Linked DNA regions of Macaca mulatta: region 2 is linked to region 1. The links are chromatin contacts, called in public Hi-C maps. All regions are on one chromosome and are shown on one strand. Each heading gives the region's core, a stretch centred on a gene start, on an enhancer-like site or on the middle of the called end of the contact. The rest is flanking DNA. Distances are from core to core; before and after follow the strand shown.

Region 1 (7,761 bases), core at 2,538-5,037:
AGAGGGAAGGAACGAACGTGGCTGCTAAACCTGCAGAGCCACCATAAGGCTTCAGTGCACGGACACAGTTAGGACCTGACACCATTCCTAGCAGGCAGGGAAACCTCCACAGACACACAGTCTAGTTACCACTCACTGAAAGACCCAATTGTGCACCTCATTTGGGCCAGCCCCTGAGACTGTGCAGGCCCAGTCAGGTGATGTTTTCAGCTCTGCAGGTTTTAAGTCTCTGTCACAATTACTCAGCTCCACAGAGGGAGCACAAAAAGAGACAACAAATGGGCATTAGCTGTGCTCCAACACAACTGTGTCCATAAAAACTCACGGGGGCCGGGTTTGCCCAGGGACTGGACCTCTGAGCCAGAAGGCACATGGGGCACAGAGGACCAGGGGTCAATAAGGCACAGACCCTGTCTTCAAAGAGCTCCCACTCTGGCTGGGAAGCAGACAGGACAGTGCCACGTGACAAGCACCGCCTGCAGTCAGGAGGGGTTTCAAGGTGCCTGGAGCAGGAGGCTGGGAGACGCAGGCTGCACAGATCAGCGCCCCATCCCTGACCTGGCCCTGGAGTCTGAGGAGCGAGCTGGGAGGAGAGAGCGGGGCTGGGCCAAGGAAGCACTTGTGCAAAAGCACCAGGAGTCCTGGGGGCGCTGAAGGGGGCGAGTGGCAGACGAGGGTACAGTGTGGATTTTACCCAGGAGCCATGGAGAGCGGCTGCAAAGGCCTCTGCAGCAGGACAGACGGAGGCAGACTGGCCAGTCCAGACTGTTAGGGAGGGCACTCCACGGGCAAACTCTGGAGTAACATGAGCAAGGATGCCAGTGAGGCTGAGGCGCCCTCTTCAACACCCGCCTCCGGACAGGGAGATGCTGGGAGGTGAGAAACAGGCTTATAAACAGGAGGGGCACCTGGGCGTGGGACGCGGGGGGTGGGCAGGAAGACAAAGAACCAAGGTCGCCCTATGCTCTGGCTTGAGCACCCGAGTGGATGTGACTCCAGACCAGAGACAGGACAGGCAGGTGTGGAGGGAAAGACAATGACTCTGAACACACTGGCCTTGAGACGTCTCTGGACGACCCGGGTACACTGAGGCCTGGAGCACAAGACAGAGCCTCAGCCAAAGATTAAGATCTGGCACTCAAGGGTCTATGTGTATGGGCTAAGAGAAGTGGGCGGGGCAGGTGAGCCATCCCTGGAGAAAGCCCAGAGGAGCAAAGGCCGAGGGGTGGATGAGGGCCCTGGTACTGAGGGGTGGGCCTGCGAGGGGAGGGTGAGTCCAGGAGTGGGGAGAGTGGAAGCTCAGGCAGGAAGTGGTAGGAGGGGCTGGGGCCGAGGAGTGCTTGCCGGATATGTCCATGTCAGGAGCACTCTTCACTGGCAAGAGTGGCTTTGGTAAGTGGGGGGGGTGCAGGCACGGCAGGTGGCCCCAGAGACTGGGGGAAATGGGCCCACAGATGACACTGCTTTCACACAGTTCTGCCTTTGAGCCCAGGGAGAGGCAGCTGGAGAGAGTGGAGGAAAGTGGAAAGGTCTGTTTTAAGTAAAAGATGGGAGAGCCTCAGGGGCCTCAAGACACTGGACCCAAATCAACAAACATGTCCCAAGCACCTTTTCCTCCCGAAGATGACTGAGACCTCTGAGAGCTGCAGGAGATGCTGTGTGGGGCCAGAGGAGGCTGGAGGAGGGCAGGAGAGCTGGGGCCCTATCTCCAGGCCTCGTGGGCAAGGCAGACCAGGCCACAGCAGAGCTCCTGCCCCACCCCATTCCTGGTCACCATGGCGGGGGGAGGATGTGCACACGTGTGTGTGCACGTGCAAGAGAGAGGAGAGAAAGACACACACATACATTCTGGGAATGATCATTAGCCTAGCTCCTCACTGGTTGGTGCTGGCCAACAACCCTTTCTGTCCCTCTGGCTGACCCCTCACTGCAGAGATCTATTCCAGGGTCCCCACCTCCTCTGGGGCAGCTCCCTGTCAGGGAGGCTCCCCATGGAGAGGTGCACCCCAGGATAAGCCCATTGCAAACATGCTCCTGTATCACAGGATGCCAAGGTCTCAGACATGCCCCAGAGCACCCCCCACTTTGACAGATGGGGACAAGACTTGCTTAACACCTGGCGAGCTGGATCTAGACTATGCCCAGCTAGGTCTCTGCCCCTGGGTATAGACTGTGCCCAGGTAGGTTTCTGCCCCTGGGTATGGACTGTGTCCAGGTAGGTCTCTGCTCCTGGATGTAGACTGCACCCAGCTAGGTCTCTGCCCCTGGGTGTAGACTCTGCCCAGCTAGGTCTCTGCCCCTGGGTGTAGACTCTGCCCAGCTAGGTCTCTGCCCCTCGGGCTATTTGGGAGCCCGTGCTGCCTAGAGAGCCGTAAATCACACAGAAGCAGAGAGGTTACATCCACTCCACTCAGGATGCACACAGCATCTATGCATCTGCCCTTTGCCTGCAGTAGAAACTTGCAGCCAGTTTTAAAATATGGGAAAAATTGCAGCCAATTTTAAAATATGGGATGCAATTTTAAAAATATGCGTCCTTCTCCCACGCAGCCCTGAGGGCAACCCCCATGCTATGGACAGCACCGAGCAGAAGAACTACTATTTACAAAGGGAAGTCAGGGACACCCCACGCCTGCCCACACGCTTCCTCCTGGACCGAGGGACACTTACTCTGCTGTTCATTTAGTTGTTTCACCTCTTATGTAAGCTAGGCTAGGAGTAAAAAATAGCTGCCAGACTTTTGAAAACAAACCATGTACATTTGTGTTCCATGTTTTTGTAACCAAAATTAATCTGCCCTTGCCCCGAAGCCTGGGTCCTTTATCTCGTCCTCCCACATGGCAGGACGCGCTCTCCCTTCGGTGATGCACACCGATGTGCTTTCCGGGTTAGACGGGGCAGCCTGTCTGGGCGGACCCGGCCACCAGTCTCTCCCACTGTACCTGCAAGTGCTGCACCAATTCGAGCTGGCACAAATCCAATAACCTCTCTGCTCTCCTGCCTATCTCACCTAACAGCCCTGTCTCCAGTCCCGAGGAATCGAAAAACTCATGATTCCTCCCGTTCCCTCCTCCCCAGACTGCAAGCCTTTTAACTGCAGAGCAAAGGGTGGCGTGATTACCAAGTGCCTTGTGTGTGCCAGGCTCTCTGTATACGCAGTCAAGTAAGACAGAGTCCTGCCTGCTGGGGCTCAAGGTCCACACAAAAAGCCTCTGGCCACACGCTGCCCACAGACTGACCCTTGGCTCTGCAAACCCTGCCTTTCCGGAGGGAATCCAGGAGTGAAGAGCCTCAGGGGGGAAAAAAAGCACTCTGTTCGTCTGCAACCGTATTCCTCCAGCTTGGGAGGAATCCAGGAAGTATAAAGGGACAGACACATGCAGATGTGTTCATATTTCCATTTGGATGACAGCCACTGACGTGTGTGCATCTCTTTTGGCTGTACTATAGGCATACATTAAGGAATTCAATGGAAACATACCTTCTTGCTAATATTTTAACGGTATAGATCTGCTAATGAATTCTCTTCCAAACATATACTTAGTGTACTCTGTTGCTTTATGTCTTATTTTAAACTGAGCCTTAAGGGAATATAGTATTTTAACATTAACTCTGCCAATACTTTTATCTAGAAGCCTGTTGCCATTTTTGTCATCTGTGACATTTATGTCCAAAGAAAGGCAGGATTACATTTTTTCCTAACAGATTGAGTTGTGGTGTAGTGTATTCTTGGTTATCAAAATACTCATACAGCTTTGGGATTTCAAATTGGTAAATATTCATGATGTGTGAAAAAGCATGACATATACTGCATGCTCTCAAACATGTAAAACGAGGCTGTGTGCACACACAGGACACAGAAGGACACGGCAAACTGTAAACTGCTTGTGATTCTGGAGGACTTTGTTCTTTGCTTGTCTTTTTCAGTTTCCTATAATGTACACATTAATTTTTTTAAAGTAAGGTTATTTTTTTAAGGGGGACAAGATGGCCTGGGAGAGGGCCTGTAAAATGCAGATTTCTAGGGCCTGCCCTTACTCCCTGGGGTCTAGGGTGGGGCCCAGGAATCTGCATTTTAAACACAAACCCTCAGCTGATCCTGATACAGACAGACACAGACCACATCTTGAGAAACTGAGAAATGAAGAGCTGAGACTTATGGGAAACTGCTTCACAGCTTTAAACTGATCAATATTTTTAACTGTTTCACAATGGATGTGGTTGACCAAGTGTGAGCTTAGGCAAAGTGCCTGTTGTCCCACTGACCTTTTACTTGGAATATCTCTTCTAACACTAACATTTTATTACAAAAAAATATAAAATTTCCTGAAAGGTCAAAATAATTGTGTCACACACACCCATACACACACCGCCTAGATTCTACAATTACAAGTTTTGCTATCTGTGCTTTATCACATATCCATCCATCTATCCTTCTCTCTAACCACTTCATTTTTATTTTGTGGATAAACATACCTCGTACTTGGGTCTTTTCTAATCTAATGTTTTACCACCTGTGGGTCAACCTCAATTCACAGATGCATTTCTTGTTTTTGAGAGGGGGTCTCATTCTGTCGCCCAGGCTGGAGTGCAGATCTCGGCTTACCACAACCTCAGCCTCCTCCAGGGCTCAAGCAATCCTCCCACCTCAGACTCCCAAGAGTTGGGACCACAGCTGCCTGCCACCAGAGCCGGCTGATATTTCTGGCATTTTCTTGTAGAGATGGGGTTTCACCATGTTGCCCAGGTTGGTCTCGAACTTGTGGGCTCAAGAGATCTGCCTGCCTTGTCCTCCGAAAGTGTTGAGATTATAGGCATGGGCCACTGGGCCACCATGCCTGGGCCACAGATGCATTTCTTCATGGTGCTGTCTGCTTTGAACTGCATAGGAACTGTTCTTAAGGACTCTCAGGGCAAATCCCCTGGAAATGTGCATCGCTACACCCTGAAAAACCTGGATTTTCATGTAAAGCTGGGCACACACTTATTTCTTAAAAGCAACACGGGCCCATCAAAGTCACCTATGCATTAAGGTAGCGCCGGGCCTTGACATGAAGCCCACTCAGCACTGGAGGGAGTGACTGGCCCAGGCATCTGCCACTGGGGGCAAGGGTTCACCTCAACCCCAGCAGGGCTCAGATGGTACCTGGCTCCCACCTCAAAGCAGCTCAGCTCCAGGCCTCTGAGCTGCATTCCAAGTTGAGTCCAACATACACCTGAGTGCTGAGGTGGGAGGCCCGCCCCGGGAGGTCTGTGCTCCCATATTCAGCTTCTGCAGGTATCTGAGAAGGTGGGGGCTCCAATGCAGTACAGCAGCCACCAGCTCTGCAAATGCAGCACTGCCCAAAGCCAGCTCCAGATACGATTCACTCAACGAGCATCTCTCCAACACCTCCCAGGGGCCAGAACTGCCCTACATGCTGAGAACTCGCCCCATGAAGACACAAACCAAACTCCTGGGCCAGGCTTCCTTGTCCGGTGGGACTCGGGGAAGCAGTGGTGGAAAGCAGGGCTCATGCATCGGGCAGACTTGGGGCCACGCAGCCTAAGTGCTTAAATGTTCTGAAACACCCCACACCACCCGCCTCGTGAAAATGCTTGATGGGCATGCTGCACACCTTCCATGGCTGGGCCCTGAGAGCCCCTCCAGCCTCACCCCTCACCGTCCACCCGGACACACCAGGACCTTGTGGCCCTGACTTCGGGTTTCTCTCCTGCATGCTGCTTTCTCGGGCTTCCAGGCCTTTGCTCCTCCCCCTGCCTGGCTCTCCCTGCTTGGTTAACTCCTAGCTATTTCAGGCCTCACTTTCAACAGCACCCTCCCAGCAAAGGCCTTCCCTGGCCCCAGCCCATGTTTGGATGAGGCGCCCTCCCCTCCGTGACCCCCAGCACAGCACTGACGGTGCTGCGTCCTAACCATGTGCTGCCTGCCTGCTCCCCTCCCCAGAAGCTAAGCCCTGTAGGTTCAGCTGTTTCTTCCATGACTATCTCCATGCTGCTCAATTAATGTCACTGCATGAAAAAGGCAAAATCACTCACAAACAGAAAGGTTTCAAGTCTAGAAGAGGAACAAGGGAGGGAATCCTAAATTGTTCTAAGCATCCTATGAGGACTGAAGATGGTTTGCTAGGGTGTTGTAACTATTCCAATCCAAGGACAGGTGTCCTCCACCACTTATCTGAGTCCTGACACCATGGGCATCCGAAGGTAGTACAACTCACTCCTCTCAACAGTGGCCTGGACTCAATCGACCATGCCCAGTTCATCACCTGCGTCGATGGCTCTGTGTCTGCAAACCTACGTGTGTGTCACTACCTATCCCTGAGTAAATGTCTCATGCAGATAAGACACTATTGCTCTTTCTCTTGTGATTAATAAAATGAATACGAAATCTAAGGCATTATAAATCTCATGGTAATTTTCCACTATGAAAGTCGTTAATGTGAAAAATACTTCTGTCATTTCACAGAGGCATGACACTGGAGACTATGGAAACCTCTCTCAAACGCCAAGAACTCCCTGATGCAGAGGGCAGAGCCTGTGCGTTTCTAGATCCTCTGCTCCTGGTGCAGGGCTCGGTTACCATGCAGGCAGGTGCTGGGCAGACGCGTCTGCGTGACTGAGCGAGGATGCTCCCACAAGGCCGGGAACAAATACAGAGACCGGATCCCCAAACCCACCCTCCTCCGCAAATCAGGGTACGGGGTGAGATGTGGGAGTCACGTTCCATCCATGACCTCACTCTGGGGCTGCACGAGGTCCCCCATGTGCAGGAGGAGCTGCTGAGGTGGTGGTTTGTGCATGACAGTCCCCAGTCCTCCCACCCAGGGCATTTCCAGTCAGTGATGCAGCCGTCAGAAGCTGCCCATGTCCCGGAGCCCATATGTGCCGGGGATTTGGGCCTCTCATAACCCACAGAGCCAGTGGCCCATCTCCAAGACAAAGCTGAGAAACGGTCTACCCTCTCCACCCCTCGCCCAGGCCTGGGCGGGCTTTGCACAGCCTCTAGGATGCCTTCTCAGCAGGGGGCAAGGAGCTTTAGCACGTGGCTCACATTCCTCAGGGGACACTCCCTGAGTGGGTCTGAGGAACAGACAGGCCCTTGCCATAGCCTCGCCAACCCACCTCGCCCAGCCCCAGTGCCTCCAGGGCCCGGTTGCAGCACAGAGCACATGGAAATCCTGGGCCGACAGCCTTTCCCGGCAAGCCCGACAGCTCCATGGCAGGGAGAGGACAATGCGGCGCTCTGCCTTCGGTGGCCTAAGCAGCCTTCTGGCTGGTAGGAGGGACATCGGGCTTATTTCTTAGCCTTGAACAAGTCCACTCGATGTGTGCCAGTATTCTGATTTCACTCAGCTCATGTTTTCTAACCACTTCCAGCCCCCCCGGAATAGGCAATGGGAAAAATTCCTAAATCCTCAGAAAAGAGGGTCCCGGAAGCTGCTCCTGACATGAGGTTGTCAGGGTGAGTGGTCAAAGCATCAGACACCTCACTTGGGTCTGGGTCTCCATGTAGCCTTGACCCTTTCAGCTGCATTCTTCCCAGAACCTTGATAAGACTTAAAATAAAGACGGTTCGAGTAGCCTCCACCGGCTGATGACTTACTATGGGGCTTGCCCAACACCATCTTTGAAACCTCACAGAGCCATAACAGTATTCCTATTTTCAGGGACAGGGTTCCTCTCCGCCACCTAGGCTGGAGTGCAGCAGTGCAATCATAGCTCACTGCAGCCTCGACAACCCAGGTTCAAGCAATCCTC
Region 2 (7,473 bases), core at 3,841-6,340, 86 kb after region 1:
AAATTACTGAAGTTCGTAAATAAAAATTGTTTTTTCCCAAGATTTTTGCGCCAATACAAATTCATTCAACCAAAAAGTAAAATTTGCCCTTTTTTCCTAAGCTTCTACATCTGCAAAAGAGGAACATAAACTCTCCTTCAAGTGCACTGGGGGAAAAGTTACCCTTCAAATGCTTTCTGGAAGGTAAAGAAACTCTTCCATTTCCCTGAGGATGTTTCTAACCTATGAATAATTAACACAGTATCCTGAATTTTGCAGCTAGCACCAGGGGTCACAAAGGAGCCTAAACAAATAGGGTTGAACTTAAAGGGCACAAGCTCTCAGCCCTAGTGCCACGTTCCAGGTTCAGCCACTGCATCAAACTGGATGGTTCACCCTCACAAGTACAGATGTACAGTGCTAAACGCATGGGTACACGTACGTACGTCACACACACAGGCACACACACAAACTCAGATCTGGGCCTCATCTGCACAATGATAGACATATGTTAGGCTTTTTCTATACATACAGTTTTATTTAAACCTCCCTCAAATTGGTAAAACACCATCCCCTTATTACAGATCAGGAAATCAAGGCTTAGAGAGGTTCAGTCACTTGCCCAACATAATAACACTAGGAAGTGGCAGAGTGGGCATTTGAACTTGTCTGCCTGATGCTAGGGTTAAGGCTCTTAAATAATTTTCCTACAAGAGAATGAAAAAGGTGTCCAAAGTTAACCATAGCAAACTTTTTCTCTCGGGTGCTGGTAGGTACCAGAGACACCATGTTGACAGAGGAGCTATTGAGCAGGCATCCCCAGACCTCTCCCTCCAGGCCACTGAAAGCCTCACTTTCATTCATGAATTCTCCTAGCCCCGGGCCTCCCCAGAAAACTGAACCTATGGGGCTTCCCTGCTTCCAGGTGCTGGTGTCACCAGGAGACCAGGGCCAAGAGACTATTAACAGCCTTCTCGGGTTGCTGGAGACAATGGCCAGGTACAGTCACGTGACCCCCAGCCAACCTCCACAAGGCTCCGAGGTGTTAGGTAACAGCCTCTTATCTGAGCTCTGTTAGCAGTGCTGCTCAATGCGATTTCCTCAGGTCCTATGAACTTGGGGCAAAGGAATCAAAACAGGCAAACAGCACAGTCTAGTAGCTACTGGCATGGAAGATGAGGCAGAACAGCCTTACCCCTTAGCTGCTGGCTAGTGGCATGCTGCCATTTGGCAGAAGCGAAAACAGAGGCTCAAGTGCAGTACAGTCTAAACGCGGGGCTAGGACTTGGGTCACAGGGTCCAATGTTGCCCTAGATATCACTGGTAGAGGGCTAAGGGCTGAGAGCTGTGGGGTAATCCAAGGATCTAAGAATGTAGGGGAAAAGGTAGGCCGGAAAAACATTTTAAAAAAACTTTTACTTGGTGCCTCAAATCCTTTCTGGATTAAGATGGCACCTACATAGGCAAATAGCTAAATGTTAACACACGGTTTCATTCTGTCCTCACAACCATCTCTTAAGGAAGGTACTTTACATCCCATTTTACAGATGAGGAAACTGAGGCACTGAGCAACGCACCCAGTGTCCCACTGCTGGTAAGAGGGAGGCCAAGGCTTTGAACCCCAGCTGGCTATGTAGGCTGACTGATGAGGGCCAGGGTTCATTTTTTAGTTGAGGTAATTTTACATAGCATGAAATGCATACAGTTATCATTTGAGGAGTTTTGGAAAATGAAACATATTCCAGCCACTCTAAAGGACATTTCAACTGCCCCGAAAAGGACCCCCGGGTCCCTTCCAGTCAATCCTCACCACTTCCAGATGCAAAAACACTATTCCGACTTCTATCACCTGGAACTGGGTGATCCTGATCACCCATGCAGGAAACCATGCCCACCCACTCTCTTCTCTTTCCTCATTCTTTTCTGGAAAGCCAGCCATTCCGCCTCCCCATGCGCCCTTCCTCTGTGCCCAAGCCATCCAGAGGGACCCAGAAGCACTTCTTGAAGTCTTAAGAGCTACAATTTACCAGTTCCCACTTCTGGAATCATTACCTTGGCGTATCACAGAGAGAACATCTAAAATTGCCAGGGAAGGGGAGAAGCCCCTCCCCTGAATTTAGCCACAGGCCAAATGCGAACAAGTGATGAGCTGGCATTTCTCAAAGGAATGGTCCAACAGGCTTTCCTGATTTACAAGCAAGTGGGAAACGCTTCAGGAATTCCAAAGGTCAGGGAAGAAAGAGAAACAGTTCTAGTGCTTTTGTTACCCCCTCTGCCTGGGTGTAGGAGCTGAATGAAAAGGCTGGGGATACTGCTGGTTTTTTTAATTAAACAGTCTTGGGCTTGGGTAAGGACAGGTTGAAGTTTCACCAGTCATTGCGCCAATGGAATCCAGTAATTTTCAGGGTCTCACAGAATGAGGGGAGAGTGGCCAGAACTCGAATATGTCACGAGACAGCTTCCGGAGAATTCAGTTTCAACAAAGTTATATAAGAAGTGCTGCCAAAGCTGGCAACAGATTTATGTTTTTGAATCTAATTAAACTCTGAAGATTGGTAAGATTGGTAGTGACTTTTTTTCCTACACCCACGGCTGTGAACCTTAAAAAAAAACAAAACACAACAAAACCATTAAACAGGGTGACATCAAATGACTTATTAAAACAAAAGGAGGCCGGGCACCACAGTGGCTCATGCCTGTAATTCCAGCACTTTGGGAGGCCAAGGTGGGCGGATCACCTGAGGTTGGGAGTTTGAGACCAGCCTAACATGAAGAAACCCCGTCTCTACTGAAAATACAAAATTAGCTGGGCGTGGTGGCGCATGCCTGTAATCCCAGTTACAAGGGAGGCTGAGGTAGGAGAATTGCTTGAACCCGGGAGGCAGAGGTTGTGGTGAGCTGAGATCGCGCCATTGAACTCCAGCCTGGGCAACAAGAGCGAAACTCCGCCTCCAAAAAAAAAAAAAAAAAGAGCAAGGTTCTTCAATTATTTTTTTCTAAACAGGCCATTTAAGGCAATTTATTTAAGCCACTTTCTGGATATGCCAATGCAAACTGCTCCTCTGCCTTTGTGAGCCACGAATGAAGCTGATCTCTCATTAGCTAATAGATTTATGCTCCAGTATGACAAGCTGCTCAGTCCTAGGTGAATAGGTGAGCACACAAGGCTGATCCACAGAGAACATCAGGATGTTTTATTTTGCTTCAAGTGCCTGTGAATCATCCCGACACACAGTTCCGATGTTCCCTGCAGTTTCTGAGTTAAAAACAGAATGCAAAGGTAGGAGCCAACACCTACACTGTGGCAAGCTGTCAATCAGACAGGCCATGCACAACTCAGCAACAGGAAAGGATGTGGTCAGATGTACTCGCTGGCAAGAGTAACTTCTACCAAGACCCTGTTTAGGCTGCATGCTTCCAAACAAACAGCACCAAGGCCTCTGACTCCCTGGGCCCCTCCTAACACTGTGACTTTAAACTCAGTCCATAGAGTGGGACTTAATCAATTGCACTTGCTCTGGGGCAACTGAAAAAGGAAGATGAAATGTAAAGGAGGTCAGAAACACAGGCGACCTCATCTAAAATGAAACTTTATAGTAACCCTCGGATGCCTGGGCCCACCCCGACACTTCCTGTAACCAGACACTCTCCGTTACAGTTCCCTGCCCTTCAAAAGGGGACTTTTTCATTTCATTGCTCAAACCACAATTAGGTCCTTGAGTTTGAAGTCAATTGCACTATCTCCACCAGGTAAACGGCAGTCACTCAATTCCAAATTTCCTTCATCAAACGAACTGCCCGACCCACTGTCCTGGAGTTCTTCAAACACCTATTAGTATTAGTTAATACTCAGTATTAACGCCACTAGGCACGTTAATACTGAGATACCAGCGTCTCTATCTTCAGAGAACCACGCGCCACCCCACACACACTCGGCCATGCAACCTTCCACTCCTTTTCTACTCTGAAACTTTCTAACGCACCATTCTTTCCTTTCTCCGAGAAGAATGTAACTTACATTTGCAGCATGATTTGGTTCAAAAAGATGCCGTCCACTAAATCCATGTACATAGTCAGGTTGTCCTGGTTGCCGCTTCCAAACAGGCCAAAAGTTTTCACCTGCCGGGAGGGGGACGAGGAGAGAAAGACAGGAAGTCACCCCAAGCGCACAAACGGTCCAAAGCTCTCCCAGGCAGAGACGGGCCGGGTCAGTGTGAGCAGAAAAGGGTCCCCCACGCCCACCCCACCCTTCAGCAGGGACCGAGCCCGGCCTTCTCCCAGGGCCTCTCTCCCCTCCCCGCGCCGGGCAACAGACACGGGACAGACAGGAGGAGGAAAACTTCCTCGCCACTTTTCTCCTGCGTTCCAGGGCAGGAAAAAAAAAAAAAAAAAAAGACAGGACTTTTCAATAAATGCCTCACGTCTCAAATCCATTGTAAATCAGTGCGCCCACCCCAGTCTGTTCACGTTCCCACTCGGCGCCCCCATTCCCCACCCGTCACCGCCATCCACCGGCTGGTCTGAGGGATTCAGAAAAACTACACGAGATATTTGGTTGCGAAGAATGGGGTCCTCTTCGGGAGTGGCTAAACCCCGGGGACAGGAGTGACCACTGGGACCCGGTCCGCCCCGAGGCCGCCAGCCTAGCGCCCCGGCGGGAACAGGTGTACCCGCCCGGCTCCCGGCCCGGCCGAAAGCGCGGCGGGGTGCCGCGCTGGACGCAGAACAGGGGCGCCGGCTCCAGAGTTTAAAAGCTCCGGACTCCAGGACGCGGCCCCAACCCCGGCCGGGAGCCACTTGCTGCGTCCCTAGCGGCCCGGGGCCACCCGGGGCCCCGGCAGAGTCAGGTCTGCGACGTCCCCCTGCCGGGCTAGAGAGGAGCCGGTGCACCAACAAAGGGGCGGGGAGCCAGGCACACTCACCCATGTCACCAGCGGGCTCTGCAGGAAGAGCTCCAGGAGCTCCGAGACGGTCACGTCCATGCTGAGGCTGCGCCCGCCGGCTCCGCACCTCCCGCCCCGAGTCCCCGTTCCCCCGCGCCGCGGCGCAAAACGGCTCCGCAGCGAGCACCGGGCGCGGAGCTGCGGCGGCTCGCGCCCGGGAGACAAAGGCGGGGCGCGCGAGCCCACGTTCCGCGGCTTCGGCGGCCCCGCGCCCCGCCCGGGTCTGGGGGAAGGGGAGGGCCCGCCGCTCGGGGAGGAACAATGCGGGCGGCCCCGCCCCTCGGCGGCCCTGGGCGACAGGCGCGCCGCCTCGCGGTGCCAGCCCGGGAGCCCGAGAGCCCGGGCGCGGGACGCGGCTACGCGGGGCGCTGGGAGGAGGCTGGTGGCCCGCGGCGGGTGGGTCGCGGCGCCCGGTTCCCCGCCCGTGGGACCGCGTGCCCTCGCTGAGCGCAGCCTCCCGGCGTGTGGAGCCCCAGCACGTGGCGCCTCCCTGCGCGCGTGCGCCTGCAGCCGGGGCCCGAGCGCCACGTGCGGACTGGGGCGCGCGGGCGCTAGTGCGCGCCGGGAGCTGGGACGCCCTGTCCTCCGAGGTTGCTCTGCTCTCCGAGGTAGCCGCCAGGCCACCGCCCGTTCCGGGCTTGGGGAGCTCGGCCCTGCGCCTTTGCGGACTCCTGGCAGGTGCAGCCCCAGGTACAGCCAAGAGGCCCCGCAAACCCGCGCTTCTCACGGTTGTGCCCGGCGCGAGAAACGCGCCCCGACCCTGGGGCCGGGCCAGAGGGCAAAGGGGGAAACTTTATGTTGAGTTTAGGCCATAGGGGCGCGGCCCATCGCGCCCTACCGTGCCCCACCGTGCCATGTTCCGGGCTGCCTGCCTTCTAAAAGTTCCTGCAGGAAGCAGGTGATGTGGCCTCCCCGACCCGGGCCCGCCCCCACCACTTTGCCGGAGGCGAGCTAAATTCCAGCCGGGGTTCCTAGCAGCAGCTTAGTGGCAGGCGACAGAAAAAGGGCAAAGGCCCCAACTGGCTGGAAGGCAAGCCCAGGGGCGGGACCTCCATGCGGGACGGCACGAGGCAGGAGCCGGCTCCAGGCTGGTCTCGGCCTGGTAATAATTTCACACCACCAGCCGGTCATTGTTCAAAGCACTGTAGACCATTTTACTAATTTAACCCACACGATCGCCGCATTTCCCAGCTGGGCCAACCGGTGCGGGGTTGACCCGAAGCGCCCTGTGTAGCGCTTGGCAAGTATACAGCAGGCACTAAATGGCTGCCGACAGGCTCGGTGGTAATTTTGAAAGTCGGCTTTGTGAAGTGTTGGGGTTGCGGCATCTGCTGGTGGCGCGTGGTATTACAGCCCAGCGCTGGCAGACCCCGTTGGGCTGGGGAGGGTTGTGAGATTATGGCCTGAGAGCCAAGGAGGGCGGTTAAGGGTCCCTAGAGACTGTGGAAGGCGGGGTAGCATAAAAGACAATGGGGGACTGCGGAGGAACTGAAATTTCGAGACCACATGGTTTTGTTGTGCACCAGAAGTTCATTAGAAGAGTTCCTTAATTGCTTCTCAACCCGCAGCGATGGCTCTCCACCACGCGGATTAATTTAACAACTCTAATGATTGCTCTGTGAAATTTGAAGAACAGTGGCTTAAGCAAAGACCACAAGAAAGAAGAATTGAGATCAAAGAGGAGTGTGTGCCATAGCTGTGGAGCAGTTTCAGCTGTGAACCATGAAATGTCCTGTAAACCATTTCAAGGAGTTTGGTTTTTATACCAAAAACAATGGGAAAACACTACAGGTTTTTGGAGCAGCATCTCAGACATGTCGAAAAAGATGTTTTGATCCCTAAAATAATGAGAGAAAAGACCAGAGAGAGGTCTTCTGACAAGTTCAAGATTTTACCAAATGTTGCAAGAACTCTGCAATCCTTATGGTAGTAAAATGCTGGAAAGAAAATTCTGCAATGAAAGAATGTCTAACAGCTCACTATAATGACCCAGCTTTTTATGAACAATACAAAATGGAATACCTGAAGGAAAAGGAAGAATTCAGAAAAACTGGAATTTCTACCAAAAAAAGGCTACAGAAGCTGCCCACAAGTGTGTAGACAAATATTCAGATGACATTCAGGAACTCTAATATTCATGGAAGTCGTTTATAGAATAAACCTTAAACAATGGACTCAAGAATGTGTGTTTGCTAATTATGTGTGTATCCTAATTATGGAAATATTAATTTTATCTGAAATAAAAATCTTTTTTTTTTTTAAGAGACGGAGTCTCGCTCTGTAGCCCAGGCTGGAGTGCAGTGGCGTGATCTCTGCTCACTGCAAGCTCCGCCCCCTGGGTTCACACAATTCTCCTGCCTCAGCCTGACGAGTAGCTGGGACTACAGGCGCCTGCCACTACGCCCAGCTAATTTTTTGTATTTTTTAGTACAGATGGGGTTTCACCGTGTTAGCCAGGATGGTCTCGATCTCCTGACCTCATGATCCACCTGCCTTGGCCTCCCAAAGTGCTGGAATTCCAGGCGTGAGCCACCGCGCCTGGCTAAAAATT

What was found. A called contact is a pair of places that touch in the nucleus more often than the background predicts.
Region 2: a Hi-C map of liver shows a contact between it and region 1, with 4 times the contacts expected there. The contact joins the promoter of CCDC88C here to the enhancer-like site in region 1. A contact is called at or near these places in 7 of 14 Hi-C or Micro-C datasets (CD4 T cells, blood, cortical neurons and 3 more).

The regions. Positions count from the first base shown.
Region 1 is chr7:164,584,739-164,592,499 of T2T-MMU8v2.0, forward strand. The region is part of intron 9 of CCDC88C (coiled-coil domain containing 88C); the gene reads right to left. Among named protein-coding and RNA genes, the nearest start is that of GPR68, 71 kb to the left of the region's middle. Within about 2 kb of position 3,788, at least 9 of the 40 cell types and tissues checked have an H3K27ac peak or open chromatin away from gene starts, as enhancers often do. A contact at or near this core is called in fetal cortical plate and liver, where this site is marked.
Region 2 is chr7:164,669,437-164,676,909 of T2T-MMU8v2.0, forward strand. It overlaps CCDC88C (coiled-coil domain containing 88C), which reads right to left and starts at 5,091. Exons shown (of 29, transcript XM_077941623.1): 1 at 4,902-5,091; 2 at 3,998-4,098. The coding sequence starts at 4,905. It overlaps LOC144330380 (a long non-coding RNA gene), which reads left to right and starts at 5,410. Exons shown (of 3, transcript XR_013396487.1): 1 at 5,410-5,612. It also overlaps the pseudogene LOC114679292.